2 separate regions of the Sus scrofa genome follow, and region 2 is linked to region 1. The links are chromatin contacts, called in public Hi-C maps. All regions are on one chromosome and are shown on one strand. Each heading gives the region's core, a stretch centred on a gene start, on an enhancer-like site or on the middle of the called end of the contact. The rest is flanking DNA. Distances are from core to core; before and after follow the strand shown. Region 1 holds the start of SAT2 (spermidine/spermine N1-acetyltransferase family member 2). Region 2 holds the start of KDM6B (lysine-specific demethylase 6B).

Region 1 (6,153 bases), core at 1,562-4,061:
GCAGACTTGGCTCAGATCTGGCGTTGGTGTGGCTGTGGCATAGGCCGGTGGCTTCAGCTCGATGAGACCCCTAGCCTGGGAACCTCCATATGCCATGGGTGCAGCCCTAGAAGGAAAAAAAGACCAAAAAAAAAAAAAAAAAAAAAAAAAAAACCCACACAAAACAAAACTGAAACAGATTCACAGACATAGAAAACAAACTTATGGTTACCAAAGAGGAAAGGGGGGAGGGCTAAATTGGGAGTTTGGGACTAACAGATACACACTACTACACATAAAATAGATAAACAACAAAGTCCTACAGTGTAGCTCAGAAAGCTATATCCAGGATCTTGTAATAAACTATAATGGGAAAGAATCTGGAAAAGAATATATACATATAAAACTGAGACACTTGACTGTATACCAGAAACTACCACAACATTGTTAATCAACCCTACGTCAATTAAAAGAAAAGAGGAGCAGTTCCCGTCGTGGCTCAGTGGTTAACGAATCCGACTAGGAACCATGAGGTTGCGGGTTCGGTCCCTGCGCTTGCTCAGTGGGTTAATGATCTGGCGTTGCCGTGAGCTGTGGTGTAGGTTGCAGACGTGGCTCGGATCCTGCATTGCTGTGGCTCTGGCGTAGGCCGGTGGCTACAGCTCCGATTCGACCCCTAGCCTGGGAACCTCCATATGCCGCGGGAGCAGCCCAAGAAATGGCAAAAAGACGAAAAAAAAGAAAAAAAGAAAACAGCAGCTGATGGAGAGAGGGTGAGGTCAGAGGACTAGGTCAAGGAACGAGGTCAACCTCATCCTTTGTGATCTTGGTTAGGCTAAAGGTCCTGATGGTGACAGGCTCTTGTCCATGGCCATTTCGAGGCACAGAGCAGGAGGGTCCTGAGGCCTCTGTCAGAGAGAAAAATTATTAAGTTGAAATAAGGACAAGCCAGAGACAGATGGAGGGAGCGAGGGAGGGAGCGAGGCACTGCTCCAAGGCAGGAGGAGGACAGAAAGAAGAGTGCAGGGCTGAGCCCCTCTCTGCCCAGCACCTGATCAGGAGATCACGTCTCAGGGCCTGTTCTTCATGGCTGGGAGGTGGCAATGGTGGCCGCAGCAGCCCACGCCATGTGGCCCGAGGCCCTCTGCTCTCCATAATCAACCTCGGCCTTCTCTGTGCCTCTGACAACTCTGGGGAGAATGCGTGGGGGCAGGCAGCCCTGGCACATGGTTGGGGAAGGGTTAAAGGTTGCTGGCGGTGGGGAGAAGTGGGGGAGACAGGGCCCCTGACCCTCCTGCCCCTCTGAGGACCACCCTCCCACACTGCGGAGAAATTGAAGAGCTGGAAGACGACACCTACTTCCCCTCTCCCTCTAGAGCCTGACCTGGGTCCTCCAAGCCTTCCACCCACCTGCGGAGGCTGCCTTGACAACCATGAGCTCTAAAAGCAGTCCTGCCTGGCTCCCCAAGTAGCATCCTCCGTGAGGTCTACAGCTGAGACATGGAACCTCAAATACTAGCTGGGTGACTGTGGGCAAGTCACCCCACTGTCATGCTTCAGTGTCCTCCTCTGTGAAACGTGAAAAATAATACTTTATGGGGTTACTGTGAACGAGGATGAATGGGGATAATGCAGGCACAGCGCCTGGTATCTGCTCTGAGCTCCTTCCTCAATATTCTCACAAGCTCTGAGGTTTGCCTCATAGGGAGGTATTGTCTTTGTATCCACTGACTGATTCAGCAGATACTGAGAGACTCCCCCCCCCAAGCCCCCACCCCCCATTATCTTCCCTTATCAGTTTCCTACAAGGCCTAACCATTTACCACCAGAAATTCATCACCCTCTCCCTGATCCATTTTATTTTATTATTTTACCTTTTTTTTTTTTTGTCTTTTCTAGGGCCACTTCCGTGGCATATGTAGGTTCCCAGGCTAGGCGTCAAATCGGAGTTGTAGCCCCTGGCCTATGCCACAGCCACAGCAATGGGGGATCGGAGCTCCATCTGTGACCTACACCACAACTCATGGCAACGCTGGATCCTCAACCCACTGAGCGAGGCCAGGGATCAAACCCGCAACCTCATGGTTCCTAGACAGATTTGTTAACCACTGTGCCACGACGGGAACTCCTATTATTTTATTCTTAAAAAAAATTTGTTTGGGAGTTTCCGTTGTGGCTCAGTGGTTAACGAATCTGACTAGGAACCATGAGGTTGCGGGTTCGATCCCTGGCTTTGCTCAGTGGGTTAAGGATCAGCGTTGCTGTGAGCTGTGGTGTAGGTTGAAGACATGGCTCGGATCCTGCATTGCTGTGGCTGTGGTACAGACTGGCAACTACAGCTCTGATTTGACCCCTGACCTGGGAACCTCCATATGCCACGGGTGCGGCCCTAAAAAGCAAAATGAATAAGTAAATAAATAAAAATAAATTATAGTTTATTTTGCAATGTCCCTGGCCTATTTTAAAATACAAAGGCTCCTAAGAGAAGTAACACTTTGAGCCAGAAGGAGGTTTGGGGCTCGTCCCAGGTGGGTGGGCTGGAATGGGTGAGTTTGAGTAAATGGTACAGCAGATTCTGCACACTTCAGTTAAAGAAGGTGTCTTTTGAGCCGTGGGCTTTCTCTCTCCGGTGGAGCCTGGAACACCCAAAAAACCGCGAAGAAGCCTCGGCAGTCCAGCCTTGACCCCTGCCCAGAGGCGCGGTCACGAGACCTGGTCAAGGGGGCTGGGCTGGGGTGGGCGGGGACATGCCTTCTCTGCAAGCTGATTGGCTGATTGGTGCGCGCCTGCCCCTGCCGAATTTAGAGGCTACCAGGCAGTGAAGACCCCTCGCCTAGTCGCTGTCGCTCCCCCCGCAGTAGCCGGAATTGGACTTCGGCTTTCCAGCCCGCGGCTCCTTCACCGCCTCGCTTCCCACCCGTGCCCCCGGCTTCCCGGGATCCGAATTTGTAGGCCTCTTAAAGGGTCCCAGTTGCTCTTCGCCCGGTGCTCCAGAGCGGAAGTGGGGGTCCTGGACTTTGGTCCCAGACGTTGAGGATCGGAATGGCTTCCGTGCTCATCCGAGAGGCCAAGGAGGGAGACTGTGGAAATATCCTGAGGATGATTCGGGTGAAAGATGCGGGCCGGAAACCAGGGTCCCAGAGGGGGTCAGAGCGGCGCGGCGGGAGTGGGGCGGGAAGGAGAAGGTGGGAGCAGAGGGAGAAGGGCTCCCTGGGGTCCTGCTCGGGGAGCAGGGAGACCTCCTGCCTTAATCTTGTCTCTGCCCCCCACGCCATAGGAACTCGCCGAGTACGAGAAACTGTCCGACCAGGTGAAGATCAGTGAAGAAGGTAGAGGCCCAACACCTGGCTCCTGCTGGAGGCTGGGGAGGGAGTGAGGGATGAGTTCAGGCAGTAGCTCCAGGCTGGGCACACATCCAGGCCTTCTCTCTCTATCTCTTTGTCGCAACTCCCATCCTGCAGCCCTGAGAGCAGACGGCTTCGGAGAGAATCCTTTCTTTCACTGTTTGGTAGCAGAGATTCTTCCTGCCCCTGGGGAGCCACAGGGTAAGAACATCCCGACCTCAGAGGGGCCCCCTGCAGTCAGCCTCAGAGGTCGCTCCCCCAGGCGCCCAGTCACCTGCCCTTCTTTTTTCTCTCTCAGGGTCTTGCATGGTGGGCTATGGGCTGTACTACTTCATCTATAGCACATGGACCGGACGGAATATTTATCTGGAAGACATCTACGTGAAGCCAGAATATCGGGGTACTGGGCAAGACTGGGGTGGGAAGAAATCATCACCCCATAGACTGCCCCATCTTTTGCCCCTTAATCGTAGCCTGTGGTCTTTTCTGATCCCCTTCAGCTCAGACAATCCCTCTTTTTGCTTTTTTCTCCCTACATCAGGTCAGGGGATTGGTTCCAAAATAATCAAAAAAGTGGCTGAGGTGAGGAGAGGGGTGGGGCTACAAGCTGGGCCCTGGCAAAGCCAAGCCAGATGGGAGGCACCTGGGTTGAATGGCAGGTGAGAAGGCCTTTTCCTTTTTGACCCCCGGAAAGTGAGCGATTCTTCTCCCATAGGTGGCCCTGGATAAGGGCTGCTCCCAGTTCCGCCTGGCAGTCCTGGACTGGAACAAGAAGGCCGTGGACTTGTACAAGACCCTAGGAGCCCGAGATCTGACGGAAGCGGAAGGCTGGCATTCCTTTCGCTTCGAGGGAGAGGCAATGAGGGAGTTGGCAGGAAAGTGACATTATCCCTTGGGGATCACTCTTTTGGCTTCTCCAGCCCCACCAGCTCAAGCACTCCTCAGAGACTGTCTCTACGGACCAAGGCCTCCCTGAAGGAAGGAGGATTGGTGGTGAATAGTCCCAAAGGGAAGGAGCAAAGTGAGGAAGAGGCCTTGCCACCCCCTTGTTCAGGGTGAAAAATAAATGAGAATTTCTATGTGTCGATGTGGTGTTGGGGAGGGGAGTTGAGGACGCAGTAAGCATCGGCTACTTTAAGATCCTTTCTCAGTGTTCTGCCTGGTGGCCGTTGCTCCTGGGGGTAAAAGGGGGCCTAAGATGACTTTGACCCTCAGTGGACCAGAGTATGGGCTCTGGTCTGTGGCATATAGAGGAAAGGGGAGCAAGGGGTCAGTTTGCACACTGGGTGTGTTGGTCATGTTTGGGACCCAGACAAAGGCCTTCCGTGTTGGGACCCTGCTGTGCGGAATCCAAGACAGAGGCCGGCCCACTGACCTAACAGATGGAACAGGCTGCCACCTGGTGGCGGCATTTTCAGGGGCACCAGGAAAGACCGTTTGCCCCAACTTAAAAAATTAACTCAGCTAGCTAGTGCCTTTTCTTTTTCAAAAGTCACAAAGCCATTACTTTCAGTTCAGCAAAACCGAAACAACCTTAAGGACCCATGGAGATGGGAAGGTAAACAGATTAGTTTCCCACTTTCATAATATTTTATTGCACAAGCATATATAACTTCTAGGTTTGTTATCGACAAGTTTGAACAGACATTTAAAAATAGAATCTTGGCGTGCCCGTGGTAGCTCAGTGGTTAACGAAACCAACAAGGAACCATGAGGTTGCAGCTTCAATCCCTGGCCTTGCTCAGTGGGTTAAGGATCCAGCATTGCTGTGAGCTGTGGTGTAGGTCGCAGACGCGGCTGGGATCCCCCGTTGCTGTGGCTGTGGTGCAGGCCGGCGGCTACAGCTCCCATTAGACCCCTCGCCTGGGAACCGCCATATGCCGTGGATTTAGCCCTAGAAAAGGAAAAAAAAAAAAAAATAGAATCTGGAATAGAATTCCCTGGTGATCTAGTGGTTAGAATTCACCACTTTCACCTCTGTGGCTTGGGTTCAATTCCTGAGCTGGGAACTGAGATCCCACATTAAGCTGCTGCATGCAGCAGCCAAGAAAATAAGAAATAAAAATAAAGTAAATCCATAGTCTTGCTTACATCACTAGTATTAACCTTTTGGTATTGATTCTTTAGATTTTTTTCAACGTACATGTATACATGTAATGAGTTAAGCATGTGGGAATTTATGGGATGATATTCCTTTGCAGCCTGTTTTTTCATTTAACAATAAATCAGGAATTTTCATTGTGGCGCAGTGGAAGTGAATCCAAATAACTGGTAACCATGAGATTGCAGGTTTGATCCCTGGCCTCGCTTAGTGGGTTAAGGATCTTGCTTAGTGTTGCTGTGGCTGTGGTGTAGGCCAGCAGCTACAGCTCTGATTCGACCCCTAGCCTGGGAACCTCCATATGCTGCGGCTATGGGCATAAAAAGACCAAAAAAAAAAAAAAAAAAAAGATACAGCCAAACAACACTTCAGGGGCCTATATTCTTCCATTGTGATACCAATTTTTGGCCTTGAAAACCAGATTACTGCAGATGGGTCTTTAGGACAAACTTGAAATAATGAAGCTGGTCAGCCCCTTCCACAGATGGGAGCCAGGAGAATCCAGTGTCTCGGCCTTGGCTCATCTCAGTCTAGCAGGGATTAATATCTTAAACATGAACAAGTTATCTAGCAATGGCACTTTTTATTTTTATTTTTTATTTTTTTGTCTTTTTAGGGCCACACCCAAGGATAATGCCACAGCTCATGGCAATGCCAGATCCTTAACCCACTGAGCGAGGCCAGGGATCAAACCCGCAACCTCATGGTTCCTAGTTGGATTTGTTTCCA
Region 2 (6,153 bases), core at 993-3,492, 170 kb before region 1:
CCCGAAAGGAGCCGAGGGAGGTGCAAAGAGCACCAGGGCGAGTGGGGAAGAAACGATAAGGGATGGGAAGGATTTTGTTGCACATCAAAGAGGAGGAATTCACGCGAGGACAGGTTGTGATGGTCCGGGAAGAATCACCTGGGCCGTCCGGGGCTTCCCCGCAGCGCCCTCCCCCGCCACCAACAGCAGCTGGGCCCGAGCGAGTGAAGCCTCGGGAAGGGCGCAGATAACCGTTCCGTTCCTCTTGGGGAGGCAACCTAAGCCAGAGCCCGGGAAGGCAGCGGCGGAGCATATGGGGCCGGAAACCACAGCTCCGCCCAGCCCACCTGGGACGGTGGGGCGCCAGCTGGGGGTTGGTGCGGAACAGGTAGCTGGCCCCTCCCACCCCAGGCTGAGCAGTAACGGCTCGAGACCCCGAGAACGAAGGCCGGCGGACCCAGACGTCTGGGTCCCCAAGGGCTGAGGCGCTCAGCCCAGGACTAGCTTGCGAACGGAGACTCTAGATGGGGGCGGCGGGGGGCAGCGAGCGCTGACTCTCCGCGCAGGCGCAGGGGGGGTACTCCGGCGCGTGCGACGGAGGGGGGGGTGGGCGCGAGCGTGTGGGAGTGCACGTGCGGGTCCCGGGCAGCTACCCCCTCCCTGCCTCCACCTCTTCCCTCCCCTCTCTTCCTGTAGCTCTACGATGCCTCCTCCACATTGGCTGCCGAGGCCCTGATGTCAGGGGCAGCCGCTGGAGCGGATTGGACGGACGCGAGAGTTGGGGAATCTGGCTCCGGAGTCTCGCTCTCCAGTTACTCTGGCAACAGGGCAAGCAACCCCTGGGAGGGAAGCCGAGCGGGGCACAGCGCCTCGCCTGGGTCCCGCCTCCCTCCCGACACCAACCGCGGACTCGGTTTCAGTGGCATCGCAGGTCGCTGCTCCGCTCCTTCCTCCTAGGGCTCTCCCTGTCTCGAGAACCAGTCGACCTGCCCTCGACCTTCTCCACAGTCTCCCAGCCCCCCATTCTCACCAACTCCCATCCTAAGTCAGCCACAAGCCGCAGCAGACAGGAAGCGAACCTGCGTTGCTTAGTAACCTGCCCGCGTGCCCCCTCCCCACTATTTACCCCTGCTCTGGGAGGCGGAGACTGAGTCCCGACCCCCACCTCCTCCCAAGCCTGTCGCCCCCCCGCCCACACTTTCCTGTGTGGTGGGCAGAGATGACAGGAAGTCAGAGGAGCGCCTCAGCCCACCTTTCCCTCTGGCCGGGGCGGGGGGCTTCGGCTGTTTTCTCGGCCGCATCCCCTACCCCAGGCTCCTGAGTCGCGCTGTGCGTCTTGCTCTCGCCATCTCGTGGCTACAATGGGAAGGTTCAGTGGAGGAGGGCCCGAGCCGAGCGAAGACTGCTAACAGGAGATAGCAGAGCAGGGGCAGGACCTGGGACAAGGAGTCTAGCGGGGTGAGGCCGATCGCAGGGAGGTAAGGTGCAGCGCAGCGGGTGAGAGCGAAGGCTACCGCTGGGAGGCTATCGGGGCCCCCGCTGTGAGGGTCACAGGCAAGGCTCTCCAGGTCCCCCGTGGAAAGAACTGGAGGGAGATTTGACGCAGCCCCGGCACTTGAGACACAACCCTGTCTGACTACACCCTTCCTCAAGAGGCCGTCACGCTGACCTATCTGCAAACCCTGACCTTCGGTCCTGCCCTTCACAGTCAGGGACCGCCGCGCCCCGCCCTAGTGTCGGGAAGGGGAATCCTAGCCCAAGAGGGACGGGGAGTCCTTTCAGGCCCCTCACGACATCCGGAACCCAAGACATCTGCCGCCCAGCTCTTCCCTCACTCCCGCCCTGCTCTCTTCTATAGGACCCAGATATCCTGCGCCCCAGTCTTCTTTCCCGAGACCCGAACGTCCATCCCCAGCTCTACCCTTCCTGCGGCTCAGGCATCCCGCCCCCCTGCGCGAAGATGGTTTCCCTCTTTCCAGATGCCCCCCCCGGCTCCCCGTTACCTAATTCTGGGGTGTCCCAGGTGTTCAGGTTCCACAAGGTCGTCCAGGGGGTCGAGCGGCCCCCCCTCTCCCAGGCCGGGGCTGGGGGGGCCGCTCCGCCCCGTGGCGCAGTTGGATTTTCCAACACAAACACCGCCCCCCTCTCCCCGCGCCCAGCCCCGCCCCCTTCTCATGGTCCCGCCCCTCCCTGCGCCGAAGTCCCTCGCGCGCTCCGCCCCGCCTTCTGGTGGTCCCCGCTCGCCTCGGCGCAGGTACCGAATAAAATGGCGAATGCAGGATGCAGGGTTCAGGGTGGAAGGTACAGGGTCTGGCACTGAACCCTGCCGGACCAACCCCTAATCCATTTGGATCACGCGCCCTTCAAAAGTAAGCCCCGCCCCACCCGCTCAAGCCCTGCCCCCAAGGTTTAGCCACACCTTCTTCAGGGCCCACTGCCTGGCCCCTTCGATCGAGGCCACACCTCCCTTCCTCTGAAGCCCTCCCACTTGCTCCTTTCCCTCTGGTAGCGGCTCGCAGGAGCTCCTGCGTAAAGCCCGGGCTTCCTCCCTCCCCACAACCCCACTATCCCATTGAGAGACTTCGGGCTGGTGGTCTGAGGTGTTTTACTGCACTGAACTCCGATACGATTCCTCCACCTTCATGGCAAGCAGAACTAGGGATTACCAGGTCCCCAGGACAGACAAATTCAACCAAGGTCAAGGCCTGAGTGCGGTCCAGCCTCTATCCGAGGTGCGTTCTCAGCCTTGGCTCCTAGCGTCCTCGACCCTCCCTCAAGCGAGGAAGAAGAGGAGGCCCTCTCAACTGTCCAGGCTCATGAGTAGAGCAGTGCCCCTCTTGATCCAGTGATCAGACGGCATGGTCCCAGAGCGCAGGTCGATGCCAATGACAAAGGATGCACGGTCTGAGCTGCCTGCCCGGTTGGGATAGTAATAGCAGGGACAGGAGTACATGCCTGCGGAAAGGAGAGGAGAAAGAGTCAGACCCTGGAGCCTCTGGGAAGGAAGGGTGGAGCAGAGGCTGGGCTGATCCAGACTAGGGATGGGGCAGGCAAGCTTGAGGGAGCTGTCCCACCCTTGGCACTCTTCTTGCGGCTCTCTGTAGGTCGGAAGTGGATCGTGGGCATGAGGCAGACAAGCTGCATGGGCTCTGCCTCCACCAAGCAGGAGTTCTTCCGGTCCCAGCCGGCACCCTCCAGGTATAGGCCCCGAACCCAGACCCCGTCCTGGGAAGACATGGGGGCAGGTTGAGGGGCAATCTAGTCCCTCGGTTAACAGCACCTCAGTCCTCCCCTCTCAACCAATTGTTTCCCGCCTTTGCTCCCAGCACCCTGCTCCGCCAGAGCCCCCTCTGCTCAGAGCCCAGAAGCACATCTGGCTCCCACCTTGGGTGGATATACTAGGTTGCTGTCGTCCACGGTGGAGACGACAAACTCCCAAGAGAGGCTGTCCACTGAAATCTGGGGATGGAAGGTGAGAATAAGGGAGGACCCCCCAAAGAGGAGAGAAAATACATGTGCCCAGATCCCTCCCCGTCACATGTTCCGCACTGCTCACATTGTTTTGGCGAGCTGAAGACTGCAGCACAGCAGTGAGGAAGCCGGTGGGAAAGGTGAAGCCTGACAGCCAGAAGATCACAGGAGGCCGTGCGCGGCTGGCCCACAGCTCAAACTGTTCCACACGCAGAGCCAAGTCCCGGGTCCATGAAGCCAATGGCTTTTGTGAGGGATATGCCTGGAGGAGGAGGCAGTGTGTGTTCAAATCCTTATTTTGAACACTCAGAGCAGATATAAGAATACATGGTGCCAAATTCCAGGAAAGAAGCATAAAATGACAACTATTTATTTATTTATTTGTCTTTTTAGGGCCACACCCGCAGCACATGGAGGTTCCCAGGCTAGAGGTCAAATCAGAGCTGTAGCTGCCGGCCTTCGCCAGAGCCACAGCAATGCCAGATCCAAACCAAGTCTGCGACCTGCACCACAGCTCACGGCAATGCCAGATCCTCAACCCACTGAGCAAGGCGAGGGATCGAACCCACAACCTCATGATTCCTAGTCAGATTCGTTTCTACTGCACCACAAGGGGAACTCCATGACAGCTATTTATTAACAACAATAGCAACGGTAATATGAACTGGTCACACTGCCACTTTTTTTTTCCTTTTTTTTTGGTCTTTTCTAGGGAGGCACCGGTGGCATATGGAGGTTCCCAGGCTAGGGGTCGAATCAGAGCTGCAGCCACTGGCCTACACCACAGCTCACGGCAACGCCAGATCCTCAACCACTGAGCGAGGCCAGGGATCGAACCTGCAACCTCATAGTTCCTGGTCGGATTTGTTAACCACCGAGCCACGACAGGAACTTCAAACCAGTCACTATTAATGAAGCACATGCTAGGCACTATGCACAGTACCAGGAATCCTTGAAATACCCTTGGAGAGGCTAGTAACTTGCCCTAAGTTTCTAAGTTAATGACTTTGCAAAGCCAGTCAGTGAAGGCAAAGCCAGATTTCAACCTTGAACCTGTCTGGCTCCCCAGCCCAGGCTCAGGGCTGTTTGCTGTGAGCTTCTCTAGAACCAGGAGGTTGGGGGCACAGAGGTGAAAGGAGAGTACATTGTTGGAGGAGGCTCTACAGTGCTGGAACCTTGCCTTTCCCCAGAGCGGAGGGACGTGGGCATCAAAGATGCAATTGAAGATCTCTTCCAGGCTCGTAGACATGACGATGAGGCCCTGGATGCCTTTTTCTAGGTCCGTCAGTGAGAACCTGAATAGGACCAGGGAGGGTTAGGGATGGGGTGGGCCTGGGAGAGGCGTCCTGGGCAGAAGGGAAGGCCTCTCCTCTGGCCCCCTCCCCCGTTCTGCAGACCCCCCTCCGTCTTACAGGATGGTCTCCATAAGCTTGTTGTATCTCTGGATCTCCTGCAGAAGGACCACATTGAGGGGGGAGGGGTCCAGAGCCAGCAGTTTTCGGGTCCCCTCATAGTCGATCATTTCAGGAATCTTCTGTTTCACGTCAGCGGCCAGCTCAAGGACCTGCCCGGGCAGGCGAGTGAGTGGGGGACCACTCCTCTTCATGCCCCCCCCCACCTCCAGGCATCTGTCTGTCCTTACCTTCTCTTCTCGGCTCTGGCCTCCCGCCCTGGTGGGCGTGATCTGGGGTTGCAGGGAAAGCAGGGTCTCAAAGAGAGTCCGCGCCTCCGTGATCTGCGAGGCCACGTCTGCATTGGGGTGCTGGCCAAAGGCCTCGGGGGGGTCCATGCTGGGCAGCATGCTGATGTACTCCTTGTAGGAGGCCAGGCTCCCGTCCTTGGGGATGAAATAGTTCTCCAGTACTGACAACCTGGGGAGCCACCACATAATTGTCACTGCATTTCGGGGACTCCGGGGCTTCCACGCCAGGCCAAGACCCCATTCACCCAACCCCCAGCTCTGGCTCCCCCCCGCCCCCCACAGTTGCACAAAGCCTGCCTTCTGCCAAGCTCACAGCCTCCTCTCCATCGCTTCCTCTCCCCCCAGTGCCACCCCCCTCACCGGTAGGAGGGGGTGGACAGAGACGGGTCACAGAAGTAGTCATTGATGTAGGTGGTGAGCAGGCGCCGGTCCCAGTCATCTGTGACATGCCCGCCGTAGTTGACGCCGGCGATGAGGTACTTGAGCGCGTCCCAGGGCGTCTCCTCGTACTCATCCAGGTACAGGCTCAGCAGGTTCTCCGACACCTGCACATGGCCCCAGCCCGAGCCCCAGCGCCACACACAGTGACGGCAGCAACGTTTCCAGGGGTGCTTTTTCTGGTTCATTTTTTGTCTTTTTAGGGCCGCAGCACATGGAGGTTCCCAGGCTAGGGGTCGAATTGGAGCCACGGCTGCCGGCCTACACCACAGCCACAGTACCATGGGATCCGAGCCGCGTCTGTGACCTACACCACAGCTCACGCAACGCCGGATCTTAACACACTGAGCAAGGCCAGGGATCGAATCCGCATCCTCATGGACACTACGTTGGGTTCTTAACCCACTGAACCACGATGGGAGCTCTTCCAGGGATGCTTTAACACAGGCTTCCTTTCAGGGGCTATTCCTGCAGGGCAGGCACAGGGCAGGACGTGTAGGAAGAGGGACTGGAATGAGGGGCCCCTGTTAGCACAAACCTCAAAGTCAGAGTCGTTGAAGCCG

Evidence for each region. Hi-C and Micro-C count contacts between places; a contact is called where the count stands out from the background.
Region 2: a Hi-C map of liver shows a contact between it and region 1, with 6 times the contacts expected there. The contact joins the promoter of KDM6B here to the promoter of SAT2 in region 1. A contact is called at or near these places in 1 of 5 promoter capture datasets (liver), 6 of 47 Hi-C or Micro-C datasets (alveolar macrophages, embryonic fibroblasts, fetal heart ventricle and 2 more) and 1 of 2 datasets of contacts at active chromatin or transcription factors (alveolar macrophages).

The regions. Positions count from the first base shown.
Region 1 is chr12:52,909,972-52,916,124 of Sscrofa11.1, reverse strand. It overlaps SAT2 (spermidine/spermine N1-acetyltransferase family member 2), which reads left to right and starts at 2,811. Exons shown (of 6, transcript NM_001129962.2): 1 at 2,811-3,087; 2 at 3,257-3,308; 3 at 3,441-3,524; 4 at 3,622-3,723; 5 at 3,865-3,905; 6 at 4,039-4,400. The coding sequence starts at 3,022. The coding sequence ends at 4,206. It overlaps SHBG (sex hormone-binding globulin), which reads right to left and starts at 1,414. Exons shown (of 7, transcript XM_021066315.1): 1 at 1,390-1,414; 2 at 790-887. The coding sequence starts at 1,414.
Region 2 is chr12:53,083,161-53,089,313 of Sscrofa11.1, reverse strand. It overlaps KDM6B (lysine-specific demethylase 6B), which reads right to left and starts at 2,242. Exons shown (of 26, transcript XM_021067833.1): 1 at 1,983-2,242. It overlaps DNAH2 (dynein heavy chain 2, axonemal), which reads right to left. Exons shown (of 89, transcript XM_013981316.2): 81 at 6,129-6,153; 82 at 5,513-5,697; 83 at 5,093-5,321; 84 at 4,863-5,014; 85 at 4,631-4,745; 86 at 3,536-3,712; 87 at 3,364-3,438; 88 at 3,054-3,204; 89 at 2,570-2,934. The coding sequence ends at 2,780. LOC110255906 (collagen alpha-2(V) chain-like) reads left to right here. Exons shown (of 4, transcript XM_021066316.1): 3 at 1-20; 4 at 676-936. The coding sequence ends at 936.